Linked DNA regions of Gossypium hirsutum: region 1 is linked to region 2. Evidence: chromatin contacts called from public Hi-C data. All regions are on one chromosome and are shown on one strand. The core of a region is the stretch at or near the end of the contact, and the rest is flanking DNA. Distances in the headings are between cores, read along the strand shown.

Region 1 (5,700 bases), core at 3,162-5,661, 140 kb after region 2:
CTAAATTTAGCCATAAATCAATCAAACAATTGAACAACTTATATACTACATTTACCATAATGTTCACATACCATTTTTATACTCATAACCACAAATATGACCATTCACACAACTCAATCAGTACCTTAGAAACTTGGCCATATGCCAATCACAACCAAAGCTACCAAAACTAGCCATTTAACAATTCAATACATTATCTCATTCCATACCAAACCAACATTTCATAGCATACCTTTATGATTATTATTTCAACTACCATCATTTAAGTACTTAGATACCAAACTAAAAACCATTAAAATACCATATATACATGAAAACATAAAAACTAATTCATCACTTGAAATAAACATATATACAAGTTAAACATAATGGCTAATTGTATCAAACAAAGGCAAACATAATGGCTAATTGTATCAAACGAAGACACCTATACATGTGCTTATTTAACCAATTATCACTTAACTTGTTTTCATGCCAAAACATAACATAATTGATACACAACAGCCATACCAATTTTGGTCATTTCAAATCGTACACCAATTTGACCATATTAACCTCAACCAACAAGCTATCAATAGTACCTTAAGTACCTCCAATCCACAGCAACATTTCATACCATAAACATCAACCAAAATGACATATATATACCAAACTTATCAATTAAACATTAGACATAGTCCACCTATACATGCCATTATAACCACGACCAAAGCATTTAAAATCTACTGATAAAATCGATGGATAGTGTGATGGATCTCCGACTAGCTTCCAATCCTATCGAGCCTCAGATAATCCGAAAGGTAAGAGAAAGAAAACCATATAAGTAATGAATGCTTAGTAAGCTCATAAAAACCATAAGCATAATATTTCATTTCAATAATGAACATTATAGGTTAAATCTAAATCTATACCAATGCCTCAAGATTTACCAAACCATAATTACCAACTTGTAAGTGAGTAAATTCATTTATGTTACATATATTTATAATTCATAACATGAAAGGATTTTATGGGACATAATGTATAACCATAAAAATTTCTATAAAATTATACACTTCTCAATTTACTTACTTTCTTTTCAGTTCCGAATGCTTATCATAAGCCTCAACAACATTATTAATTCTCAATTCAGTGTATTTATTGATGACATCGATAAATTCATTCAAAGCATAAGCAATCTACTATAATATGAATACATCATTTATCTTATTAAACCTTTTTACAACATCATAGTACATTCCAATTACGTACTTACCGTATCATTTCCTTTTCTTACCTGTTTCATATGCATAGTACAAGCATAATCATAAACATCAATCATGTCCACAAGCTTGGCATAAGCCTAAGCATCCACACCAAACAAGTTAGCATACATGGTATAAATCATAAGCAAAAATAACATATATAGCCATTGATCTCGACATGAACCATTAGAAATTGTCACCTATCTAAACTTTCATAATTTCCATGCATCAACATATCAAAGAAGTTCATATATGCACATGCCTTAGTTCATGACATTTTCTTACTTTTCCATACTTTCATAACATTGCCAATCGAAACACTTACCGTTCCTTCCCTTTGTATGCCCGTTGAACCACTTAGAATAATAGTGGATACGCGGGAATCTCACACACTGTGTGCTAATATATGGTTGAAACCATTTCTTTCCTTTTCCTTTACATAGATGCTATCACTCGAGCCATAAATGGGTCTACTCACACAAGCTGTCGGTCGGAACGTAGCTACTCGGTGCTACTTACACAAGCTGTCAAGTAACCGCAACACATGCCGGAAGCTCAGCCACCGTAGGACGTTCAAGACCAGCACCCGAAACACACTAACCCTAATGACATGTCAATTGTATCCTATATATTCTTAAGGTTCAAATGGGGCTAGATAGTCATCATACGTTGTTGAATTTTCATCGTTTCTTTACTCGATAAATTGTATAATTAACATATATATATTAATTCATTTTCAATAAAATCATATAATAACATTCAATTTAATCAACATTATACATAGTACAGTTCATATGAACTCACTTGGCTAAATTGTAGAAATGTCAAAGTACAGAGGCATTTTGGTAATTTTCCATTTTCCTCGATTTCCCACCCGATCTTGATCTAAATTAATAATTTCATTAAATATATTAATTTAGACAGTAAAAAATATATTTCTGTAATTTAGTATTTATGACATTTTTACAAAATTACCCCTAAAGTTTTACTTTTATTCAATTTAGTCTCTAAGCCCAAAACATGCAAATTAGCCATTTTTACCCAAAATTTAGCCTAGTATAATACTTGTGGCATCCAATACAGCCCATTTATGCAACAATTTCACAAAAATTCCTTGTATTTTTATTATTTTAACAATTTAGTCCCTAATCGATAAATTCATCAAAAATCATTTAATAAAATACTTTTAAATAAAAAAAATATCTCTAATTCATCATTTAACATCTAAAATCACAAGGTTCATCAATGGCAACATTCAAAATCTTTAACAATTTCAAAATTGAAGGTACGGGCTAGCTGGACCTAATTGCAACGATTTTAAAAACATCAAAAATATTAAAAACAAGCAAGATTTACCTCTTAAATGGAAGAACCCTAGTTGTCTGAACTTGTTTCTCCTTTAAAAATGGTGTTTTCGGTTTTCTTGCATAATTAAAGAAGATGATAGCTTTTTACATTTTATGATCTTTTATTTTTCATTAACATAATTACAAATTTACAACATTAACCTTTAAAATACACTTACAATATCACTAAGACACTCCATAATTGTCCATCACATAAATATATGGCATAATTACCATCTAAGGAAGGTTTAATTGCACAATTGATCCTTCAATTAAATTAAATTCTAACTAAATAAACTTATTTACAATTTAATCCTAAACTAATTAGGACTAAAAGAGAAAATAATCCAAAAGCTAGTGGATTTAATCAGGTCACCACCGCTTGGAATCTTTGACCATGAGTTAATTACCATTTTTGTCCTTTTTGCATTTTAAAATTATAGCGATTAACTTTTGCATCCTTTACGATTTAGTCCTTTTTAATTAATTAACTATCGAAACATTAAAAATTTTCAACGAAACTTTAATACCACCTTAAATACACTCCGTAAATATTTATAAAAATATTTATGGCTCGGTTTATAGAAACGATGTCCTGATACCTCATTTTCTAAAACCACGTAACCTTAGGGTCTTACCACTTAAACTTAATAAATCGCTTATATAACATAAATTATCAAATCAAAACCCTTTTTAAAATCACATTTGACTCGTAAATATTAAATACTAATATTTACGAACGTTCTCTTCGGATTTGGTGGCCCCGAAACTACTATTTTTGACACCACTGAAAAACGAGCTGTTACAGCCTAGGCCCGACCCAAGCTAAATTTGCAAAAAGAAAAAAATATTGTTTTATTGTTTTTTTCTCACTGTTTTGTTGTCATTTTACTATTATGTCGCTACTATTTTGTTATCATTGTTTTGATATTGTATAACTCTTATTTTATTATTAATTTTTCTACGTTTTTAGAGGCATTTGTTTGTTAAGTTGCACCTATGTTATTTAAGTATAAATATTTATTAAATTTATTTTTAATTTGTTGAGAAACATTTATTTTAATGTTTTAGTGATTTGATGTATTATATTTTAAAAAATATATAAAATATAATAAAAAAAATTAACATGACCAGGCCAGGCCGGGCCGGGCCTGAGTTTTAGCATTTTTATCCGGATTGTGCTAGAGTTTATGCTTCAAAATGCTCTTTAATGCTTAAATTAGTGCACTGAAGAAAAGAGTTTGATATAAGGTAAACAAGTTAGAGAATAAGAGGTTATATTTGAGGTCAATCCACATCTTTTAGATGGAGTGGTGTTCCCAGTTATAAAGTTCATGAACACCTTTTTCCCGAGTGAATGACTTTAATTTATGTAAAATCTTTTTTTATTTTAACGAGGGAAAGGTAACGTCTTATTTTTTCCATGTGTCATAATGATATTAGCCATTTATACTTTGCATCTAAAAGAGTTTGAGCTCATACGAGTTTTTAATTTATTAGAACTTATGTTTTGTGAATTTTTTATAGACTTATTTTATAGGTTTGAGCTCATTTTTATAGATAAATATGTAAAAATCTTACAATTATAATTAAATAACCTTTAATTAATTAAAATATATATTTTTAAATTTAATTGTGAAATTTAAAAATTAGTTATCAATTTATTAAAAACTATTAAGTAGGAGGATTACATCCACAGCTTGAGTTGTTGTCCATTAGCTCCAAAAAAGAAGTCCATTAGCCCAAAAGCAAGACCCGACATATTCGATCCTAAACTAGGCCTATTACAGTTCGACCCGACAGGCCCGACACAGTTGCAGAAAAGAAAACACCCTAAACCCTCCTTGCTTGCTAGTGCTAACGAAGTGGCAAAGGTAAAAGCAAGCAAGGCGCACTAGAATCTCTCTTTTTTATCTTACCCTTCTTTAATGGAATCCTTACGTTCTTCTTCTTTGCAAACACCATTTTTTTTCTCCCAATCGACTGTCCTCTCCAACAAATCCGTGTCTAACCCAAGAACCATATCCCCATTGATGCATCGAGCCAAGTCAAGGTTCGAACCATTGCGGTGCACCACGAGTCACTCATCTGAAACAGAAGCAAAACCAAAGGAGACAAAGCTTTGGGGTGGGAGATTCGAAGATAGTGTGACTGATATCGTTGAGAAGTTTACTGAGTCTATCTCGTTTGATAAACAGTTGTATAAGCATGATATTATGGGAAGTAAAGCCCATGCTTCTATGCTTGCTGAACAGGTCCTTTTTTTTTTTCTCATCTTGCATTTATTGTTTTTAGAGTGTTTTTAATGAGTTTATGGCTTGTCAGAATTTGGGTAATATTGTACTTTGTAGATTTGCAAAACCCAATTTCTGATAATTTGTCTTGTATAATGGTATTTTGCTAATTTACTCCAGCTAATTCAAATGCATGTGGGTTTTTCTCATTTTTGCTTGCAGGGTTTGATTAGCTTTAGTGATAGGGATAGTATTTTGAAAGGTCTAGATGAAATAGAGAGACGCATTGAAGCTGGTGAATTTGTGTGGAGGACTGACAGGGAAGATGTCCACATGAACATTGAAGCTGCACTGACAGATTTGGTTGGTGAGCCTGCAAAGAAACTCCACACTGCTCGAAGCCGAAATGATCAAGTTTTGACTGATTTCCGCCTGTGGTGTCGTGATGCTATAGACAGGATTATTAGTAGCATTAGACATCTCCAAGTTGCTTTGGTGAAGTTGGCTCTAAATAATGAGGGTCTCATCATTCCTGGTTATACACATTTACAGAGGGCACAACCTGTTTTACTTCAACATCTTCTTCTAGCATATGTGGAGCAGGTTTGAATCATTTCATTCATAAGCTATTCTAGATCAAACCGAACATCCATGTATGTTATATATATGATTATTATCTAGTGAACTAGCACTGAGTTTTCCAACTCCAGAAGCAGGGTTAAAAAACCTTAACGTGTCTCGTATATATGTCAAAATAAAGCGGTTGCTTTATTGGTTAATTCGAAAACTTTGTTCTTGAACTTTTAGAATTTAGAAAGAAGCTTATCTGATTAATATTTCTAATACAAAAATGACTAAGTTTGAAAGCATAACACA
Region 2 (5,578 bases), core at 1,490-3,989:
TTTATTCATTTTCTTTATTTACTTATTTATTTATGTTTTCATTATTATTTTAAAAGAATGTTTTACTTTTACTTGCTTATATACTTATTATTTTTATGCTATTAATTTGTCATTTTTATTTATCTTATTTTCGTTGCTATTGCCCGTATTATTTATGCTTATATCATTGTATTCATTTTATTTTGTTATGCGTGTTGACACCGTGTTTCATTTCTACTATATTGTGTTAGATTAATTTTGTTCAATGCATAAATTGTGATTTTTGAATAACCAAAATCTCGTGTTTAGATTTGGGAAGGTCATACCCTAACTTACTGGGTTTCGATTTTCACAATAAATCTAAATACACGAATCTTTTCAGACTCAAGTTTTAAACGATCTCAGGAATTAAGAAAAGATCGTGTCCTAACTCACTAGGCATGATCCCCTTTTTTAAAATTCGAGATAGCCAAATATTTTCTTAAATAAGTAATTTTTTCGGCATATATTCTCGTATCGAGAATTCGATACGTTATGTCCTAACGCATTGGATATGACATGTCGTTTTCTCGAGATGAGGATTTTTCTAAAAAATAATAAAGGTAATATTTTGTGTTTGGAAATTCGAGAAAATGTGCCCTAACGTGCTGGGTTTTGACTTCTCGTTTGACCAAATAGCCAAATATCCTCTTAAATCCCAATCCATGTCATTCGAGTTTTTTTAAGGATCGTACTTTAAATCTCTTTAAAGTTTTCAATCTTCGACATTAAGACATTAATTAATCAACTAGGTACCAATTTTGGGCGTTACGAGGGTGCTAATCCTTCCTCGTACGTAACCAACTCCCGAACCCGTTTTTTTAAATTTCGTGGACCAAAATCGTTGTTTTAATAAAATTAAATTTTTTATTAAAAACAACCACTTTTCAAGGTGACCCGATCACACCTCATCAAAAAAGATTGGTGGCGATTCCCATTTTAATTTTCTTTTTCAAAATCCAAGACGACCTTGTTTTGTCAAAAAAATTGTGTCAACAGAAGGTTTAAACCTAACTGAGATTATACTTATTCCGAAGACCTCCAACCCCACAAATCTTGCTAATTTAAAACCCATTAGCTTATGCACAATTATATATAAAATTATAGCCAAAACTATTGCCAATCGTCTTCAGGAATTCATTGGAACGTGTATAGATAATGCTCAAAATGCATTCGTTCCAGGGAGGCTCATATCAGACAATGTATTGATAGCCTATGAAATTCTACATACACTTCGCCAAAAGCGAACGGGGAAAAAAGGATTCATGGCGATAAAGTCGGACATGAGTAAAGCTTACGATAGAGTTGAATGGGCATTCTTGAAGGAAGTTATGATCCGTATGGGCTTCACACAGGAATGGGTGTCATTAATTATGAGATGTATTTCTACAGTCTCTTATGTAGTAAACACCAATGGAAGGAGAGGCAGTGTTTCTAAACCTACCAGAGGACTCTGACAAGGTGAACTACTTATCCCTTTTCTTTTTCTTATTTGTAGCGAAGGACTTTCGTCCTTACTAAGGATTGTAACAAGAGAGGGTTTGATAAAAGGAGTGAAGGCTAGCAAAAGAGGCCCGACAATTTCACACTTATTATTTGCAGATGACTACATTTTGTTTGGCGAAGCTACAAAAAGCAGAACAAGGATCTTAAAAGATATTTTGAAGGAGTATGAGATTTGCTCCGGTCAATGTGTAAATTTTAATAAGTCTATGATCTTCTTCAGCTCTAATACAGTGGAAGAGGATAAAGAGAATATCTCTACTGAAATGGGAATAAGGCACTCGACTAATATAGAAAAATATTTAAGACTACCAAATATGGTAGGAAGGAAGAAGAAGGAATCTTTTCAGAATCTAAAGGACAGAATTAAGTAGAGGATCAAAAATTGGAGTACACGTTTTCTATCTCAAGGGGAAAAGAGGTTTTCATAAAATCAGTACTTCAAGCAATTCCAACTTATGCTATGACCTGTTTTCTGCTACCAAAATCGCTTTGTGGGGAGTTTGAAAATATGTTTGCTAGATTCTAGTGGCAAAAAGGAAAAGGCAAGAAAGGAATTCATTGGTGTCAATGGGAATATATGTGTAGTTCTAAAGAGGAGAGAGGTATGGGCTTTCGGAATATGGCGCAATTTAATATATCACTACTAGCTAAACAAGGATGGAGGATTATGAATAATCAGAATGCTCTTGTTACGCAAGTATTTAAAGCCAAATATTTCCCGAATGACCATTTTTTAAATTCCTGTTTAGGAAATTCTTGTTCTTATGTGTGGAAAAGTATTTAGGCAGCTAAAGCTTTATTGATAAAAGGACAATATTGGAGGGTGGGTACAGGTACTAGTATATTCATTAAAGATGCTTGGATTCCAGATTCAGTTAATTTTAAATTATCAACAGAAATCAACTCTATGCGCGATTCCAAAGTAAATGAGCTGATTGACAGTAATAATAGAATTTAGAAAAAGGAGCTGATTAGTAATACCTTCATAGAAGAAGACGCTGCAAGACTCATCCGAATCCCTCTAGCACGAACACCTTATGAAGACTTTCTTATTTGGGGAGGTGAGATGTCGGGTGAATTTAAGGTCCGAAGTGCCTATAAACTATTACAGAGATCGGATGAAAATCCTAGAGCTTATGCTTTACAAACCATCTACAGTAAATTTTATAAACAACTTTGGAGCCTGAATCTACCAACAAAAATAAAGGTTACAATATGGAGGCTATCATGGAACTATCTACCTACAAAGGTAAATATGTAGCACAGGAAGCTAGCAGTCAATACAAGTTGTTCCCGATGTGGAGAAAGAGCTGAAACAATAAATCATTTATTTCGTGAATGCCCTGTTACAATTGATGTATGAGAGCATTATCATTTCAGAATATTATGATGAATCAAAGCGAGGACTTTGTACAGTGGTTTACCTGGGTGCTAGCGCAACTCAACCCTTGTCAAGGTCAGCTTTTCTGTTATGCACTTTGGGCCATATGGGGAGATAGAAACAAAAGAGTACACTAAGGAAAAGTCAGAAATGGGAAGGAAATTGCAAAATTTATAAACAATTACATCACTGAGATAACTGGTTTTGAAAAAAGAGATCCGAGAATAATAAAAGAAAACAAGAGATGGAAGTACCCACAGTGGGAGTTCATCAAGATCAACTTTGACGGTGCATATAATGAGAGCCAAAATCGGTCAGCTTCAAGTATTGTGGCCAGAGATTCGGAAGGAAAAGTTCTTTTATCTTGTTCAGAAATCCACGATGACATATCATCTGCTTTTGCTGCTGAAGCAATAGCCTGTTGGAAAGCAGTCCAAGTAGGAGTTGAAAAGGGATGGCAGTCACTCATCTTTGAAGGAGATTCCCTCGCAATAATCAAGAAATGTAGCACAAAGGGTCAAGATCGATCAATGGTAGGGGCATACATTTATGATATCCAACAGAAAATACATGGACTAAATAATATCAGATTTCAACATACACCAAGATCTGCAAACAATCTTGCACATATTCTTGCAACAGAAACGCTAAGAAGAAGAGAGGAAATATACCTGGAAATGGGAGTTCCCGAGTATGCTGAGGATCAAACACGGTATGATGGGGTGAGCGAGCCAGACTAGGAAAGCCTCAGGAGATGAAGAATGGAAGAGAGAAAGTTTCAAAACAAAAAGAAAATAGAACGATCTACAAGGAAAGTTTTGAAAATGAAATCGTCAAAAGGAAAATGAAATGACAGAAAGAGGAGAAGACAGATATCAGTAAATTCTGATTGGGCAACGGATCAACGCATTTAGTGTCGTTTCTAGAATTTTCCATTATAATATCTAGATATTTTGTTTGTCTATGGCCATCTGAATTGGGTCGTTTCCTTAGGTTTAGGTTTCAATTTTTGAATTTATGTTTTTTGGGCCGTTTTTCTTAGGTTTAGGTTTCATTTTTTGAACAGCTGCTTTTCTATTATTTTATTAATAAAGCCCAATCTGAAAATTTCAAAAAAAAAACACTAATAAATGTTATTAAGATATATTAATTATTTTAATAATTCAGTACTAATAAAAAATTCATATTATTAAAGCATTTGTACAAACAATAAAAATGGGTATATTATAAAAATAAATTCTTTTTAAATGTATATTATAAAAATGGGTACAAACAATATAGTTATTTTTAAATGTATAATTATCACAAATTATATCTTACATTATTATAATTATTTTTAAATGTCGATTTAGTAATATGGTGGAAGGTATTCTCATCGGTTCAAAAGTTTTTTTCAAATTTGTACTTTTATATATACTAGTTCTCATGTCACGTGCGTTGCAAGTGATTTACATATTTATTTTTAAAATAATATATTTTAATAATTTTTAAATATATATTTTCTAACTAAATATGAATTGGTCTAATTTACCCATTTTGGTGCCTAAATTTGTCATTTTTTTCTAATTTGGTGGCTAAGCTTTTTTTAAGTTCAATTTGGTACCTAAACTTTTCAAATGTTATACAAATTACCCCAAAATACTAACGATGATAGTTTTTCTTTTTGTTGAAAAAATCTGATTTAGAAAACAGTTTTCAATCATAGCAAAAACTTACAATTTTGAAAACCGAGCTGTTTTGTGATATTTATAGTGAAAATTTTTCTTGAAAAGTACCTATTTTTGGTGTGAGATGGATCTGAAATGTTCCCAACTTTCGACCGAACAACCTTCTTTACTATCATCGTACCTCGAATTACGTCAAATGTGAGCTAGAATAACAAAAACCAAATACATAACCAAAAACAATTTATTCCTTACAGTAGGAAAGTTATTCTCTCAAATAGAAATTGATAGAAATCGTAATTTCCAGAAAAAAGAATTTATTCTCAAAAAATAAATTCCCACTACTTTCTGATAGAATAGCAATATATGAATGCGTGTAAAACTTGTGTGTTAATAGCTTTACCAATGCTATCTATTTATGGGGAGGGATAGGAAAATTTTGATTGAATAAGTATAACAAAAATAATATTTATTTAATAGAAAAACAATCTTATAGTCTAACTAGAAGGGGGGAACTCCCTCTCAATTCCTTTAGGGTTGTTGACCCTCACATGTTTATGTGAGGCTAATTGAGCCTCTCATGTATTGAGTCTAATTATATGTGCTTCTTAGACTTTTGACCCAACACTTTATAATTTAATCAAACTTAAAAAATAAATATTAATTAATATAATTAATCAAATTAGCTAAATTAATTTCTCAATTAAATAATTTTATTAATCTAATTCTAATTTAATTAAAATCATGATGACTTTACCGTAAAAGAATCTATGAGAAAATATATTTAAAATTTCCATATTCAATGGATTCATAAAGACTAATTAATTTATTTCATTTTTTAACTTCAATTATTTAATTGCAATTAATTAAAAAATAATTCAAAAAACTTAAATTAATTTTCAAGTCATTTCTATACCCAATGAGAAAACAAATTTATTTGTGAATGTGACTCATTTTTCTAACTTTATCCTTTATATTCATTTATGTTAATTTGGTTTTACATGCAATT

What was found. A called contact is a pair of places that touch in the nucleus more often than the background predicts.
Region 1: a contact with region 2 is called in a Hi-C map of leaf, with 3 times the contacts expected there. The contact joins the promoter of LOC107922428 here to the promoter of LOC107921660 in region 2. A contact is called at or near these places in 2 of 34 Hi-C or Micro-C datasets (both in leaf).

What each region holds. Positions count from the first base shown.
Region 1 is chrD01:24,122,946-24,128,645 of Gossypium_hirsutum_v2.1, forward strand. LOC107922428 (argininosuccinate lyase, chloroplastic) reads left to right here and starts at 4,412. Exons shown (of 6, transcript XM_016852462.2): 1 at 4,412-4,845; 2 at 5,047-5,427. The coding sequence starts at 4,519.
Region 2 is chrD01:23,987,173-23,992,750 of Gossypium_hirsutum_v2.1, forward strand. LOC107921660 reads left to right here and starts at 2,740. Exons shown (of 3, transcript XM_016851487.1): 1 at 2,740-2,773; 2 at 2,905-2,980; 3 at 3,120-3,645. The coding sequence starts at 2,740. The coding sequence ends at 3,645.